Regions from separate parts of the Anas platyrhynchos genome. Here regions 2, 3 and 4 are each linked to region 1. A link is a contact called in public Hi-C data. All regions are on one chromosome and are shown on one strand. Each heading gives the region's core, a stretch centred on a gene start, on an enhancer-like site or on the middle of the called end of the contact. The rest is flanking DNA. Distances are from core to core; before and after follow the strand shown. Region 1 holds the start of VAV2 (vav guanine nucleotide exchange factor 2). Region 2 overlaps VAV2 (vav guanine nucleotide exchange factor 2). Region 3 has its middle 19 kb from the start of WDR5. Region 4 overlaps VAV2 (vav guanine nucleotide exchange factor 2).

Evidence for each region. Hi-C and Micro-C count contacts between places; a contact is called where the count stands out from the background.
Region 2: a contact with region 1 is called in a Hi-C map of subcutaneous adipose tissue, with 2.5 times the contacts expected there. The contact joins the enhancer-like site here to the promoter of VAV2 in region 1. A contact is called at or near these places in 3 of 8 Hi-C or Micro-C datasets (skeletal muscle and subcutaneous adipose tissue).
Region 3: a contact with region 1 is called in a Hi-C map of subcutaneous adipose tissue, with 2.8 times the contacts expected there. The contact joins the enhancer-like site here to the promoter of VAV2 in region 1. A contact is called at or near these places in 2 of 8 Hi-C or Micro-C datasets (F5 follicle and subcutaneous adipose tissue).
Region 4: a Hi-C map of liver shows a contact between it and region 1, with 4 times the contacts expected there. The contact joins the enhancer-like site here to the promoter of VAV2 in region 1. A contact is called at or near these places in 3 of 8 Hi-C or Micro-C datasets (liver, skeletal muscle and subcutaneous adipose tissue).

Annotation. Positions count from the first base shown.
Region 1 is chr18:8,901,041-8,904,804 of IASCAAS_PekinDuck_T2T, reverse strand. It overlaps VAV2 (vav guanine nucleotide exchange factor 2), which reads right to left and starts at 1,383. Exons shown (of 28, transcript XM_027471053.3): 1 at 617-1,383. The coding sequence starts at 820. LOC110351613 (a long non-coding RNA gene) reads right to left here. Exons shown (of 2, transcript XR_003500981.3): 2 at 1,802-2,174.
Region 2 is chr18:8,986,470-8,990,041 of IASCAAS_PekinDuck_T2T, reverse strand. All of the region lies in intron 3 of VAV2 (vav guanine nucleotide exchange factor 2), which reads right to left. Among named protein-coding and RNA genes, the nearest start is that of SARDH, 41 kb to the left of the region's middle. Within about 2 kb of position 2,026, at least 2 of the 8 cell types and tissues checked have an H3K27ac peak or open chromatin away from gene starts, as enhancers often do. A contact at or near this core is called in subcutaneous adipose tissue, where this site is marked.
Region 3 is chr18:8,827,763-8,831,347 of IASCAAS_PekinDuck_T2T, reverse strand. No RefSeq gene overlaps it. Among named protein-coding and RNA genes, the nearest start is that of WDR5, 19 kb to the left of the region's middle. Within about 2 kb of position 1,702, at least 3 of the 8 cell types and tissues checked have an H3K27ac peak or open chromatin away from gene starts, as enhancers often do. A contact at or near this core is called in subcutaneous adipose tissue, where this site is marked.
Region 4 is chr18:9,008,158-9,011,831 of IASCAAS_PekinDuck_T2T, reverse strand. VAV2 (vav guanine nucleotide exchange factor 2) reads right to left here. Exons shown (of 28, transcript XM_027471053.3): 10 at 3,629-3,674; 11 at 3,159-3,227; 12 at 362-448. Among named protein-coding and RNA genes, the nearest start is that of SARDH, 19 kb to the left of the region's middle. Within about 2 kb of position 2,126, at least 2 of the 8 cell types and tissues checked have an H3K27ac peak or open chromatin away from gene starts, as enhancers often do.

The DNA.
Region 1 (3,764 bases), core at 134-2,633:
CCCCAAATCCTGGTGGTGGGCAGCGCTGAGCCCAGCCCTACAGCACCATGCCCCCAGGTCCGGGGCAGGCTGGCAGAGCTCCTGGGGAGTGTTTTCTTCTCGTTTTTGATCTTTCTGGGCAAACTTTTGCCCCTCGGGCCAGCAACCCTGCCAGGACAGCGCTCAGAGCACCGCTCCTGCAGCGCATCAAAGCCGAACATAAGCCTCGAGAAAAGCCCTGGAAGTAACCACGCCAGCCTCATCCCGGCCGTGCTGGCTGCTTTTGTTTCGAGAGGGCTATAAATATGGGGGGGGGGGCACACACAGACTGCCTTCTTCCCCCGGGGCGGTTTCTCCCCCCCCCAGCCCCCTTGTGCAGCCGCTGCCGGCTTCCCAGCCCTGAGCCCCGGTGCTGGGGCTGAGCCTCGGGGTACGGGTTTGGAGCTAAAATAGGGGGGTTGGGGGCTAAGGGCAGCCGGGGGGGCTGGAAAAAAAGCTCTACACACACACACACACACCTATCCACGCCCGCACTCACTCATCCCACGAAGTTTTGCAAGAACAACACAAAGAGCCCTATACGCATACCACCACCCCCCCAAAAAAAAATAATAAAAAATAAAAATCCAATGAATACCTGGGACATCTGGGGCCTGAAGTTGATGTCCTTGAGGTCGATGGAGCCGGGGGAGAGGTTGTGGAGCAGCTGGCACAGCAGCACCCCGTCCCGCAGCGCCTGCGCCAGGTCGAAGACCACCGCCGAGGGCCAGACCACCCGGTGGTTGGGGGGCAAAACTTTGCAGTCGATGAGCCAGCGGCCGCACTGCCTCCACTCCTCCATGGCCACGACCTTCCTCCTCCTCCTCCTCCTCTTCCTCCTCCTCCCTGCTCAGGGGCAGCGGGCGGCTGCCGCCGCGCTACCGCCCCGCTCCATCGCCGCTCACCGCCCGGGGAAGCATCGGCGGGGAGGAGGAGGAGGAGGAGGAGGAAGGAGGAGGAAGGGGAGGAGGGGGACGGCGCCGAGTTTTCCGGCGGAGGGCTGCCCCTGCCCCCGCTGCGGCCCCACCGCCGGGGCTAGGCGCGCCGCATCGGCCCGGGAACAAAGGGGCCACCCCCGCGCAACTTCGTGTCCCCCCTCCCCGGCCCGGGGAAACTTGCTCCTGCCGCTGCTGCTTTTGCTGCTTTTGCTCCTTTTGCTCCTGCTTTTGCTCCTCCTGCAGCCGCTGCTCCTGCTCCCGAAGCTGCTCCTGCTCCCGAAGCTGCTCTCGCTCCTGGTGCTGCTCCTGCTTTTGCTCCTGCCCCCGCCCCACCTGCACAGCCGCGGAGCTGGCGCTGGGGACGCCCCCGCTGCCGTCGCGGGTGGGAATTTGCTGCCCCCCCCCTCCCCTCACCACCACCACCACCCCCGGGCCGAAGCCCCCGCCCCGCCGGGAGGAGCTCCCGGCCCGCCCCCGCCGCCCCTTTGTCTGCGGGAGCGCTGCACGCCTCCTTTCCTTCCCTTTTATTTTTTTTTTTATTTTCCCCTTTATTTTCTCTCTTTGCACCCCCCCCCGCTCCCTCCTCCTGCAGCTCCCCGCTCCCCGTCCTGCTGCGGACCCCCCCCAGCCGCCCGCTGCTCCGCTCCCCCCCGGCCCCCGTTCGCATTTGGGGTCCCCAAGACCCCCCCCCAGCAGCCTCCCGGCCCTCCCCCGAGCAGCCGCTGCTTTGTCTGGCTCCACGCTCCCCCTCTCCGGCTCGTGTTTGGGCTGCAAATACTGCAGGGGAGATGTTTAACCCAAACAAGCGATCGTGTTCCTTGACTTTCAAACACGAAGACAACTCCTATAATTAATTACCAGCGTATTTATTGCAAACCTCAACTCTTGGCCATTAACTCCTTGGCAGCAAACTCCTGAAAATCTCTAATTTTCCCTCGGTGGCTCCCATCCAAATCAGCACACTTCAGAGCAGCCTCTTTTCAAATCTGGTCTGAGTTTTCTTTGGAGATCCTCTCCCAAGAGTTTGTCAATTAATTTTCGTCCTGGCTTTCCAGATAGCCAACACCGGAAGCCGAGGCTGGGACGAAGGGAAGCTATTAACCTGGATGTCAAACAAATGCAACGCTAATCTCTTCCAAATGTAGCCAAGTGGAGATAAAGAAGAAAGAGCAACTCTGCTGGCATGACCCTTCGCTTCCAGGATGGGAAGGAAGATCCCTGTAAAGAATGAAAAACAATTGTTTGATATTCCAAGGACAGTTTGGAGAAGCTTTTTTATTTTTTTATTTATTTTTTTTCAAATAGCACGGGAAGTGCTTCTTTTAGCCTGATGTGCTGGCGCTCGATCTGCCCCCGGTCTGGCTGCGTGCGGTGCCTGGTGCGCCTCTGGCAGGGCAGGATGGGTGCGAGTATAAACGGAGAGGGAACAGCATCCCTGTGCCCCGGCCTCGCAATCAGAGCTGTGCCCTGCCCTGGGTGTACTGGGGAGCATGCTGATCCGCAGCTCCCCGTACCCTGCGGAGGTGATTTCTCTCCATAACTTTCTCATTCCTGAAGTTCACCATTAAGCCTCTCTGCCTGGGCTCCAGCAGCACCCAGTGGGCAGGAGTCACGCAGCCATTGAAAGGCGTGGAGTCCTGCCAGGGATAATTTTGGGTCACTGAGCCCTAGTCTGCCCTGTGAGATCAGGTCTGTAGGTAGAGGGCTACAGAGGAGTTTATTATATGCGTATAATTAAAGCTGCTTGCTATGGCCTGGCTTTTTTTACTGCATAATAAAACCCCTGCTTGGCCCCCGGACACTTAGGACCGATCGCCGCAGCTGCAAAGCCAGCATCTGCGTGGGAGGTGCTGAAGCAAGGACGCTTCTCACCCACCTCTGCAGCAGGAAAAACAGCTGATAGCAGGGATTTCTGAGAGGGGAAACAACTGGAAGGCAAGGCTCGGCGACGAGCGTGCAGCCAGCACGCACTCTTGTGGGCTGCGAGCTGCAGATCATACAAACGTCCTGAACCCGGGAGTATGGGACAAGCAAAGAGGATCTGGGAACTGCTTCCAGTGTGAACCTAAAGCTGAAAGGGGGATTGGACAAATGAAAGGAGGACGGGGTGGGTTTTGTGCTCCCCTCTCCTGCCCCTTGGCACTGCTGGGAATGACAGGGAATGATGGACAGCCAAGGAATGACAGACAGCCTGGGAATGAGAGACAGGCAGGGAACGAGAGACAGCCAGGGAATGACAGGCAGCCAGGGAACGACAGACAGCCAGGGAACGAAGGACAGGACAGCCCGGGGCAGCGGCGGAGCTGCTGGCAGAGGCTGACACCACCCTCTGCTGGGCACCCAGCGCGCTGCTCTCGGCCCTCGTGGCCCATCCTCGTGTTGCTTTCTCAAGTGAGGGGCCTGAGAGATGAGCGCTGGAAAAATACTAAAACAGAACTAGTAACAGAAGGGGCTTCATGGCTTTTCATCCCCGGGGTCTCAGTAACTCGGTGCCGGCAGGAGCCCCCAGCTGGAGCATGCAGAGAAGCTGCCACCACGCTGCCTCTTAGGAGCATCCATCTGAAAACCTCCCTTAAATACCAGGGCCGTGCCTCCACAAAATCCCCATTTCTGAGTGTCCGTGGATTGCCATTGCCACCTTCTGGATCAGGCTGCGTGTGCACCAGCCTGTCCCACAGGACACCCATCCCCAGCTGGGGCCTGGCTGCCCGGGCAGGAGCTGTCAGCAGTCACCGTGCAGCCTGGTACCACTTGTATCACACCCTGAGACCCTGCGGGTTCCCTTCTCCAGCTATTTTAGGAAAGCTG
Region 2 (3,572 bases), core at 777-3,276, 85 kb before region 1:
AGCACTAGTCTTTTTTTTTTTTCAGTCCACCATCACAAAAAAAAAAAAGTGACACCTGCTGAGCCATTTATCCCTCAAGCCTGTGCCACTTCATCCACTCGGATGGAGAGCAAAAGCCCCAGCAACATCAAACGCTGCTGGAGCAGCCTCTTAAAGATGATAAACCTCCAGAGCAGGCTTCTTCACAACAAACCCCAGCGCATTCAACAGCACCATTTCCAGAGATCAAAGAAGAGAACCCAGGAGTGATTGATCCAAGGCGTTTGTTTTAGAGACTAAAAAGAGAAGAAAAGACCAAGTGATTTGTTGTGGCGTTTAAAGGAAGCTTCTCAGCTTGAGGACAAGACTTACGGCAGCCAATCCTCCCCGACACCCAACGCAAAGCTCCCCTCTGAGCTTAAAACCATTCAGGTGATTTTCCGGGGCATGGAGCCCCCTGGAAAAAAAAAACTGCCTCTTGCAAGGAAATGCAGGAGCAGCCCCCAGCCAGAGCACACCACGCCGGGGATATTCAGTGAATATTTCAGCAGGCACCTAATGCAGAAGCAGCCCTCCCTTCTCTCCGTGGTCACTCGGGGCCATCCCACGCCGTATCCTCAGCAGCCATCCCCAGGCTCCTTGGCCACGATGCTTGCAGCTCGGCACGCTGCCTGCTCTCTGCTCTGAATTATTTAACGAGGAGAACGAGGTAGGCTGCAATTCTCCAGCAGCAATAAGCAGGAAGATTTATTTGTGAGCATATTTCAGCGTCTGGTGCCTTGTCCTAGCAACCGAAGCCAGCTGCTCACCTCTGGATGCCATCACAGAGAATACAGAGGGTCAGGGATGGGTCGGTTTTACTCAGATCATTGGGTTCAGTAGCATCTTAGCCTCAAATTCGTGTATGAGAGAGCAGGGTGAATCCAGTGTGATTAATCTTCTATTTCCCCTCTGTCTCCATCCAGATTTCTTGGGGACAGCCACCAGCCCCGCCGGCACAGTGGGGTTTGTATGACTTGTGTGAACGGCCACAGAAAACCACAGGAGGTGGCTCAGCCCTTGCCAGGAGCTGGATTCCAGCCTCCAGACACCAGCATGCTAATCTTGTCCCATTTTCCCAAGTCCAGGGATAGCACTTCGGTGCTTTAAACAGCAGGCTGGGTGTGTGACGCCTGTGAAACCTGAGCTGCACCCATCTGCTGCCCCTTCTGCAAGGGATTTCTTGATAAATGGAAAGGACCAGAGCCTGAAATGGGTACAAATGGGCTTCTGCAGCTCTGCTGGGATGGATGGGGCTGTACTGAGCGTTCTGTGCTCAGGATCTGGCTGAAAAACATTTTCGTACGTGGGATCTCCAGACTGTAATCACACCTTGCAGTAACTCACAAAGCCATGGCTGGATGCGCAGATCCTCCAACGAGCCCTTTCTGAAGAAAGCCTTATGGAAAGACAGAGAAAGCCAGGACTCTGATTTCACCAAGGTTTTGTACTTCAGGCTTTCAGCATGAGTTTGGGTGTTAGGTTAGCAGCCAGCCTTGGCTCCTGGGCTTTTGGGTGAGTCTGGGTGCGCACACGGACCCGTGGGACCTGCTGGCCAAGGCACCCAGCATGCCCACACTCTGTGTCACATCTGCTTGCAGGACACATACTTGGGGAGGTGCTTGCATCCCAAACACACCCACGTACGAGGAGAAACCCTTCCAGAGAGCTAAAGGAAAAGAGTTCAGACCTCATCCATCCGAGGATCCCAGCAGCACCTTCTCCTTACTGAGAGCATTTGGCGAGCAGCGTGCTGACGGCCGTGGGGCGCTCGCTCCTCAGCCCCTGGGGTGACGCAGGACGTAATGCTTTCATCAGCACAGCGCCCGTGGGGCCGTCCAAAGAAACCATGTGGTTCTGCAAGATGTTTGCATGCAACCGAGAACGCGTCCGTCATCGGCTTCGGGGGGGTGAGAGATTTATGGCTGCGGCGAGAGGTGGGTGTGAGCTGACCGGGGGGACCCAGAGCTCCTTCCCCAGCTCTGCTCTCACGCCGGGCACTTCCCCAAGCTTTGGTTCCCCTCTGTGAGATGGGAACAAGCTTGGGGAATGGTTTTGGTCAAGCCCTATGAGACAGACAAAAAGCATGCTCTTAATGTCCGATTCTCTAAAGCAGGATGGAATCAATTCTCCCCGCAGAACAAGACACATCGGAGCATACCAAAAGCTGCTGAATTTAATTAAAATCATGCTATTGTGTTACATTACTCATCTCTGGAAAGAAGCACCTCGTGCTGTGCCAAATTTTAGACACGTCTTCTGAAAAATTATGATTTGCTTTTATTTGTGGTCTGGAACTCGCAGAAATTCTCACAAGATTAATTCTGATAGAAATTCAGCAGGGAAGCAGCAAGCTACATAATCAGATAACACAAAGATGATGATTTTGCAGGAGAGTACTTACAGCATTCAGCACAGCGCACTGCACAGTGCCCAAGGGTTAGCTGCATGCCCTGATTTATCTTTAGCTCGAATCTGAACCAAATATTTCTGGAGACTATGAGACAAGAAAATAACAGCTCGTATAATTTTATGTTTCAACACATTATCGCGTTTTTAAAAAAAAATTCTCATGCAGCAATGCTTCGCTCTGGAAAGTGGCACGATTTCCTCCTCACTTCAGCTCCGCTTTGACAATAACAGATGGGTAAAATCAAAAGGGGAATCCAGAAACATCGTTCCCAAAGAGAAGTACCCTCTGGGGTAACAATCCCTAGGAAGGGATGTGGTCCAGCTCTCTGACTCAGAAAAACGCTTGATTTAAAAACATTGTGGCTGAAAATCAACGGCCAGCGTGGTGAGCAGGGGCAGTGCCAGCTTCCCATGTCCCAGTGCTGGGGGAGGGCAGCAGCCCGTCCCCAGGGCATGTTCCCCCTGGTCTCCTTGGGAGTATGAGGACAAATCACACCCCACAACAGTTAGTTACACCCCGCAAAGCTCCTCGATTGCCTCAATTTGCAAATCTCTCTGAGCCTTGCTCTTAACGTGCAGCAAAGCGGCCCGAGGAAATCTTTCAGTACTCTGAGCAGCTGTTTCCCTGCTGTACCTGAGCAGCTGCAGCCCTCTGAAGCGCTCACCAATAATGCCAAATCTCTCCCCAAATTCATATTCCTGCCTGCTCCCAGGTGTGTGCCAGCACAGCCACCCAGACAGGGCCCTGCTGTGTAACACCAGCCAGACACAAACAGGCCCCTGGCCTCAACAGCACTGCCTGTGCTCCATCAGGAACCAAAAGATGCGTATTCCCCTCGCCAGAGGGGTGCAAAGCGATGTGACTTGGCCCCAAGAGGAGGCAGGACCCGATCCTGAACCTTCACATCCCCCCAGCGCTGGCAGCTGCCCACCTCCCCACCCCTGTTTTGGATCTGCTGAGCCTGAAACCCCTCTGCAGGCCTAGGGAAAGTGCCGAAGTTCAGCACAGCCTTCCCCACACCAGCCCATGTGCTGACACCAAGCAGGGGAGAAGGCTGTGGGTGCTCTGCCATTGCACCCAGAGGTGGGAGGCGAGGCAGGGAGGGACCCTGAGGGAAGCTCAGCACCTTCGAGGCAACGAG
Region 3 (3,585 bases), core at 453-2,952, 74 kb after region 1:
AGAACTTGAAAAATGACTTAATTCCCACTCTGCTTTGGGGGGAGCCATTCTCAGACACAGCCACTGACCCTGCAGGGAAGGACCGAGCTGTCGCCAGTGCAAGCAGGGCTCTAGGGGGGACAAAGCACTGCCAGTGCTGTGGGCTCACGGACATTTGCTCTCAGCCACTCTGACTCTTTCTCTTCTGATTCTGGGTCATTTTACCTCCCTTGTAGACCCTGTGTTAAAAGCAGGGAGAAAACCAAACCAAAAATTAAATGATCCCTCCAGTGTGAGCGACTCTGGCACAGGCACGGTTGAAACTGGAGGATTTTGGAGAAACAGGCAAAAGCTGTTTCCGAGAGCGGCTGAGCCCAGGCTCGGTGGTGTCTGTGGTTTGGAGGTTTCACTTACTCTTTACAAACCTTGTTTCAAAGCTGCCTTGTTCCTGTGATTTGATCCCAGCTCAAATCTCCGGCTAATCTTTGATTTCGCACTGACCTCTAGCGGGAGCTGGCTCTGCGTTTTGGGGCCCAGTGGGTGAACAAGCGGCGGGCAGATTTGGTTTCTGACTCAGTGCTGAACACAACCTGGCGAGGCAGCGAGTGCTGCAAATCCTTCCGTGGAGAACAGCTAGGAAGGAGTTGAAGCGTTTTCCCCTGAAAAAAAAAAATAATAACAACCAGCTGTGTTTTCATATGCTCTCCTTTAGCATCCGGGCTCCAGTGTTACGGCTGCAACATCATCGTTGGCACCAAGTACGTGGACATGGGGTGCTCGAACCCCGAGGTGATCACCTGCTCCCACTCCCACCAGGGCTTCAAACACCGGTTCTGCATTAAGACAGAGAGCGGTGAGTTCTGCCCGCCTGCCTGCCCACAGCAAACCCCGAAGCCTCGCAGCCTCTGTCCCTGATGCCCCGCGCTCTGCTTGCTTTGCAGTGGTCCTGGGCAGCCTGCTGACCAGCGGCTGTGCCACCTCCCGTCACTGCCAGCAGCAGGAGCTGCCGGGGGTCCGCATCCACTGCTGCGATACCGATCTCTGCAACGGCTCCCCCCGGCTCGCCGGCGGCCGCCTGCTGCTTCCCTGCCTCCTGGCAGCCCTGCTCCTCTCCTGAACCCCCCCCCAAGGGGTTTGGGATGGGGGTCTCTGAGCTTCAGAGGGGGGATGTGCGCCCATCCCTGCTCCTGCGCAGCGCCCTCCTCGCCCCTCTCCTCAATAAAAGCCGATGAATGTTTTGCCCTGGAGAGAATGTTTGCCCTGGAGATGGGGCTGCTTCTTGGGAGGGAGGTGGGCAGGGGGTGTTGGGGTTGGGACCCCCCTTGCAGCCCCAGCACAAGGACATGGAGCTGTTGGAGGGGGTCCCGAGGAGGCCGGGGGGGTGCTGAGGGGCTGGAGCCCCTCTGCTGTGGAGGGAGGCTGGGGGTGTGGAGGAGGCTCCAGAGGGGGCTTATAGCGGCCTGTCTGTCCCTAAAAGGGGCTGCAGGACAGCTGGGGAGGGTCTCTGTGTCAGTGATAGGACAAGGGGGAACGGCTTTAAGCTAAAAGAAGTGAGATTTAGGTCAGATATGAGGTAGAAATTCACTACGAGGGAGGTGAGGCCCAGGCTGCCCCGAGGAGCCACCATGGCTCCATCCCTGCTGCCCCCAACCCTGGCAGTGCCAAGGACCGGGCTGGGGGGGCTTTGGGCAGCCTGGGCTGGGGGCAGGGGTCGTGCCCAAGGCAGGGGGGGCTCTGAGGGCCTCCCCAGGCCGAAGCAGGCCTCGGCTCTGCGGCTCCATCACACCCCACCAGGGGGCACCCGGGGGCCGCCAGCCGGGGTTTTTTTTTTTTGGGGGGGGGGGGGGTCGAGGAGCTGGGGCAGCCCCCCCATAAAACCAGGCTGTCCCCGGGGCTACCCGGCAGAGTTCACCCCCTCCTCGACCCCAAGAAAAGGCTGCAGGGATCTAAAGCAGCCCCAAAGCAATGGGGGATGAGGGGATGGAGCCCTAGGATAGCCCCTCTGGGGGACACGGGGGTGGTGATGGGGGGGAGCGGGGTGTCCCAAGGAGGCACGAGCCCGTCAGACATCGTCTTGAGCAAAAAAGCCCCAAAAGCTGGGGCAAAAATCTGCCCCCCCCCCCCCCGTGGAGCTGGACCGAAGGGGCTCCGTCAAGGTCATGGTGCTGGGAATTAAGTGCTGGTGCCTCGGGATCCAGCCTCGTGCTTTTATCACCAGGGAAACGGCAGAAAGCTCGCCCGTGAGGCCTGGAAGAAATGTTTTTATTCTAAACTTTTTTTTTTTTCCTTCCGATAGAGAAAAAAAAAATATTTCAAAAGGCATTTTCCATGCAGAACATCAGCTTTTGATGACATTTTTTTTCCGATGAGTGTCAGAAAACAAGTCTAAACTCTACTAAAAATATTATCTGAGGCATCTTCCCAGCAGAATCACCTTGGGGCTGATACAAGACATTTTCAGATTCTGAAGATTAACAAAAAAAAGAGGGAATTGGAAAACAAATCCTGCCACAATGACAAGAACGGCAGCGATAACCAATTCCTCTCCTTTCCCCTTACAATATTCCTTACGGATTTGGGGGGAGCAAGGAACCTTTCCTTGGCAGCTGGAGGTATTCTCGCTCCTGGGTATTTATCAGCCCGGATCCGTGCTGAGCTCCTGCAACCAAACCTTGGTGCCTTCAGCCAGCTCCGATAGAAATTCCCATTTCTTGGCTGGGACTGGGGATGAGCTGCTGGTGGAGGGGACAGAGTTGGTGGCCGGGGGTCCCGGTGTGGCGCAGGCCACCTTGCTGGCTAGCAGTGGCTCGAGGCAAGGAGCCACCTCCGTCCCCTCCGCCGTGGTCCCCTGCCGCCTGCCTGCCTCCAGATGGTGATGCTGCTGGCCCCGCTCTGCCCCCCTTGCCCGGCTTGAGTCATCCATCTTGCACTGTGTAAGAGGCCTGTTGCAATTAAGTAGGCTGAAGTGCTCCTGAACTCTTTAACCTTTGCCCTGGGATTGCTCCTTTTGCCCCAGGGCTGTGGATCAGCTCCATTGCACTCTCCAAACAGCGCCTGCTACTTAGCTGACATTTCTTTCTCCTGCTGGATCCTATTAGCACCCTGAGGTTGAAAATGCTACTTTGGAGTGTTGTAAGGAATGTGATTTATACTGGAAAGTAGCGGCAATCTATCTTTCCCTATACACACACTACACGTGAGGCTGGAGAGCTAAATCCACATCGCCTGAACAAACAGCAACTCGGGTAATTGTTGAGGAGGCTTTGGACACCTCGCAGGAAGGGCAGGCATGGAGCCGGGCTCGGGGCAGGCAGCTGACGGCAGGGCTGGCTGGAAAAATGCCTCTCATGCGATCCTGTGCCCGTACCCCTGCAAAAATCTGGTGCCAAAAGTGCTGCAGGCAGGGCCAGGAGTGGGGCTGTGGGCAAAGGTGCTGGGTCCCACAGTGCATTTCTCTACCCTGTGCCCTGCCCGTTGGCCTCGTGTCCAGGGGAGAGCAGAGTTGGGCAGAATTTGCACTGGTTTGCCTGCGTGCGAGTACGAATCACCGAGAACGCAACGCGCACGGGAGGCAGATGAAAATAAGAATTGAATGGTGCCTGAAGG
Region 4 (3,674 bases), core at 877-3,376, 110 kb before region 1:
CGACCACAAAAGGAAACTATTTTAGGTAGCAGGTGACAGTTGATTTGGGGATTTCTTGGGTCACCCCTACACTAACAGCATGAGCAAAAGCTGGAGAAACATTTTCAGTGTAATACCACCAACAAAACCCACCCTGTATCACACCCAAATCATTATTTTTTTTTTATGAAACAATCATTTCTGTTCTGTGTGAACACTGTCAATGGTCAGGGACCGTGTGAAAACACAGGGATCTTTCTTGGGTAGCACATCCCAAATAACTTAGCAATATCCACACTGAATTCAGTAAGAACTGCACCAAAAAAGCAAATATGCTCATCCTGATCTAGTTAAAGTTGGGGATGAGAATCTTCCAACTTACCAAATTTTCTATAGAACTCTGAAATTCGCTGATTTTCTTTAAAGTCTCTTTGTCTCTCTTTACTTCGTTTATGTACATGGCCAAGTCCTGAAAAGAAAAGCGAGTGTTGATTTTTATTTCCCATACAAAGCTAGCACCTCCACTAAAGCAGACACCACGTGTCCCCCGCTGCCCTTTCCTCGCATGAGACCAGAAGCAGCTCTGCAAGAACCCAAAAAGCACAGGGCATTGTGAGCACAGGCGTCACCAGAAGAAAAGGAAAAGCAGCTTGGCAGATTTCTGCTGAATTACAAACAAAACCCAGAGATTTCAGTCGAAGCAAAGGAGCCCATGCTGGCACCCAGCATCACTGCCTGCACCCCTGGGCTCCATCCCAGCACCCCAGGGCATGCCCTGTGCCCTGTGCTGTGCTGGCACTGCTCGACCAGGCAGCTGCTGCAATTTTTCCCATTTCCCAGAAGAGGGCAATGCATTAATCCAGTGGTACACGAGCAGGCAGACAGCTCCTGCTGCGATGGCAAACCCAACACGTGGCTTTTACCTGGTGTGAGCCCCGGCAGCACCCTTTACTCCCAGCTCTCATCACCTTAATTCCCATCATCGCCCTGAATAAAAAAGCTCCAAGCCGCCTTCTTTGTCAAAACATCCACGTCTGTAAAATAACTGCTTTGGATGCACGTTTGCTGGGAAGGGCACTTGCCCCAGCTTGGCCCTGCTGGCAGCCAGCCCACAAGAGCATCCCTAAATCCAGCGCTTCTGAACTCCAGGATTTCCAACCACACAAAAAGGTGATTTTGAAAAATACGGAGACAATCAGTGGTGCTTGATCTTCTCTGAAAAATTCCCTGCTTCTCCAAATTTTGACCCACCAGACAGGGAACCCAGCTCCTTCAGCTGAAACTACTTCTCACATCCTTCCAACTGTATCTTCGATGCCCGTTTGCTTCTGATCTGCTCCCAGCCTCCTTGTTCTCAACAACAGCTCCTGTCACTTTGGATTAAATCTGAGCAGGGAATTTTTTAAGACAACCCTCCAGGCGAGACCTTCCCAACACAGGAAGGGTTAATCACAGATGATAATCACAAGTCTGCATGACAATACTCGTAACATCACCAAGTGCCCAGGCCAGCCAGTGGCAGGGACGGTTATGAAGAATGACAAAACTAAAAGCCTCGTGAAACGAAGCTGGCATCCTCCGTCAGCACTTGAGTGTTCAGCAGAGCATTTGTTCCCTTCTGCTGAGCAAATCTGTCTCACGTGCAAAGGGGAAACCCAATCCCAGGATCATCGGTGGCTCGAAACAGCGGCAGCAATGTGCAGAATGGGTCTGCAGGATTCACCAGGGAACCTGCCTCACCTCCCCGTCCCCTGGGGTTCAGCTCTGTGCTCACGTGGGGGGACAATGCATGCACCAAATACCTCCACGTGCAGCTTTTTGGTGCAAACTGCCACTGCCTTGTGCTAGCAACCACGCGGGCAAAATAAAAGGGAGGTGAAGCCCTTTGGGAAACGTGCCCCCAGCCATAGGCACGCACCCCCTGCACAGCTCTCAGGAGGGACAGCAGGATAATAGTGTCTGCCAGCACGGGAAACAGAAAGGCTGGAATCTCGATGAAAAACATTACTTGTATGTTAAGCCTTGGTTTACAAATCAATTAAAATCAAACTGTTCTGCTTCCTTCGCCCCCGGCGAGCCCTGTGCGGTCTGAATTGCATCCGCGCTCTCCTGGAGATGGGGCAGGGAAAGCAAACAAAGCTCTCAGCTTCCTCCAAATAATGCTGACTCTGTAGTGCAACCGGACTGCGTACATTTATTTATTAGCAGAGGTAGTGGGGGATGCCGTTATTACGAGGCCATAAGCAGGGTTTAACAGCTGTCACTGGGTTTGTCACTTTGTCTCATCGGCCAGGACATTTTGGGGACAGAGGTGATTTGTGGCACGAGGAAGAATCCCTTCCCCTGCTCCCTTCTCTCGCCCAGAGCGTTCATCTGAGGCCACGGTCATGTATTGTGGAGAGGGAATGCGATGTCCTTTACACAACCTCGGCTAGGACGACCTACATATCGGCTCTGCCTTCGCTGGCTTGCAGGGATAGCAGCTAAAAAGGTCACCAACCTTATGTAACTGCCAGGAAATGCAGTGTCATTAAAAAAGCTGAGGCTCGGAGTAGAAAACAAACAAAGTGACCTCAGAGCACACGAATGATGCTGGGGATGAATCCCGTGGTGGTCCCCGAGAGGAAAACTGGATGCAACCATCACCTTCCCATCAGATTCTGCTGGCAATGGTCCTGCTGTGAATTTGGGGTGCCCAAGGGGATGTACCCAAGTCACAAAACCTTTGGATGAGTCCCCAGCTCCACCTCCTCAAAAAATTTAAAACAAATCCAGGTTTTGCTGCAAGAAGTCTAGGTTTCTGGAAACATTATTTTCTTCGAAAAAATACACTTGGAGAGCAGGCCCCCCAGCCTGGATGACACCGTGCAGGCAGGGGCTGACTCCAGGGGTGCCCCCAGGCTTGCAGGTACGGCTGGAGCTCCTCCAGATCCCTACCAGAAAACCAAGAGCCCAATTTGGCACGGCCCCTTTACCCCCAACAGTAGTTAGTGAAAAGTCCTACATTGTAAACAAACACCAGCTTCCCCAGACGCTCAGGGAGGAAGGTAACGGTGATGGCTAGAGCTGTGCTGCAAAGCAATCCCGTCAAACAGCACCCAATGCACACACGTGTCCTAAAGGAGGGGACGCTGCCTTCTCCCAGGCTGCCGGGCTGTTTGTCACCTACACACCCGTACCTGCATCGCCTCCAGAGCCTCCTTCAGCTGCTGCTTCTCTGGGCGCTCTGACGAGTGGCTGAGCAGCTCCTGAAACACAAAAGCAGGGGATGCATGGGGGGAGCTGCCCGCATCGGTGCTGCAGCCACGGGACGGGGACGGCGCCAACTTGCTGGTGCTGCAGAGAGCCGTTACACGGAGCTGACGGCAGGAATTTCACACATAATCAGATTATATGCAAGCTTATTTGATATTCATTAACTGCCTCTTGTGGCTAACAAGTGCAGAATTACCCCAGGTCACCATACTTTAAGAGACGGCACAAATATTATGTCATGTTAAGTAGCTCTAGTAATTATTTCATTTGAAAGGGGGGGAAAAAAACAAACCTCACTCTGCATCTGGCAATGCTTCCTTCTCTACTGTAAATGCCAAAAGATGCTACAGTGAGGATGGCAGCTGGAGGGAAGTGCTAATGCTGAAACACTTACTTTTAGCAGGAGATGGTATTTCAAAACTCTTTGCATTGGAACCACC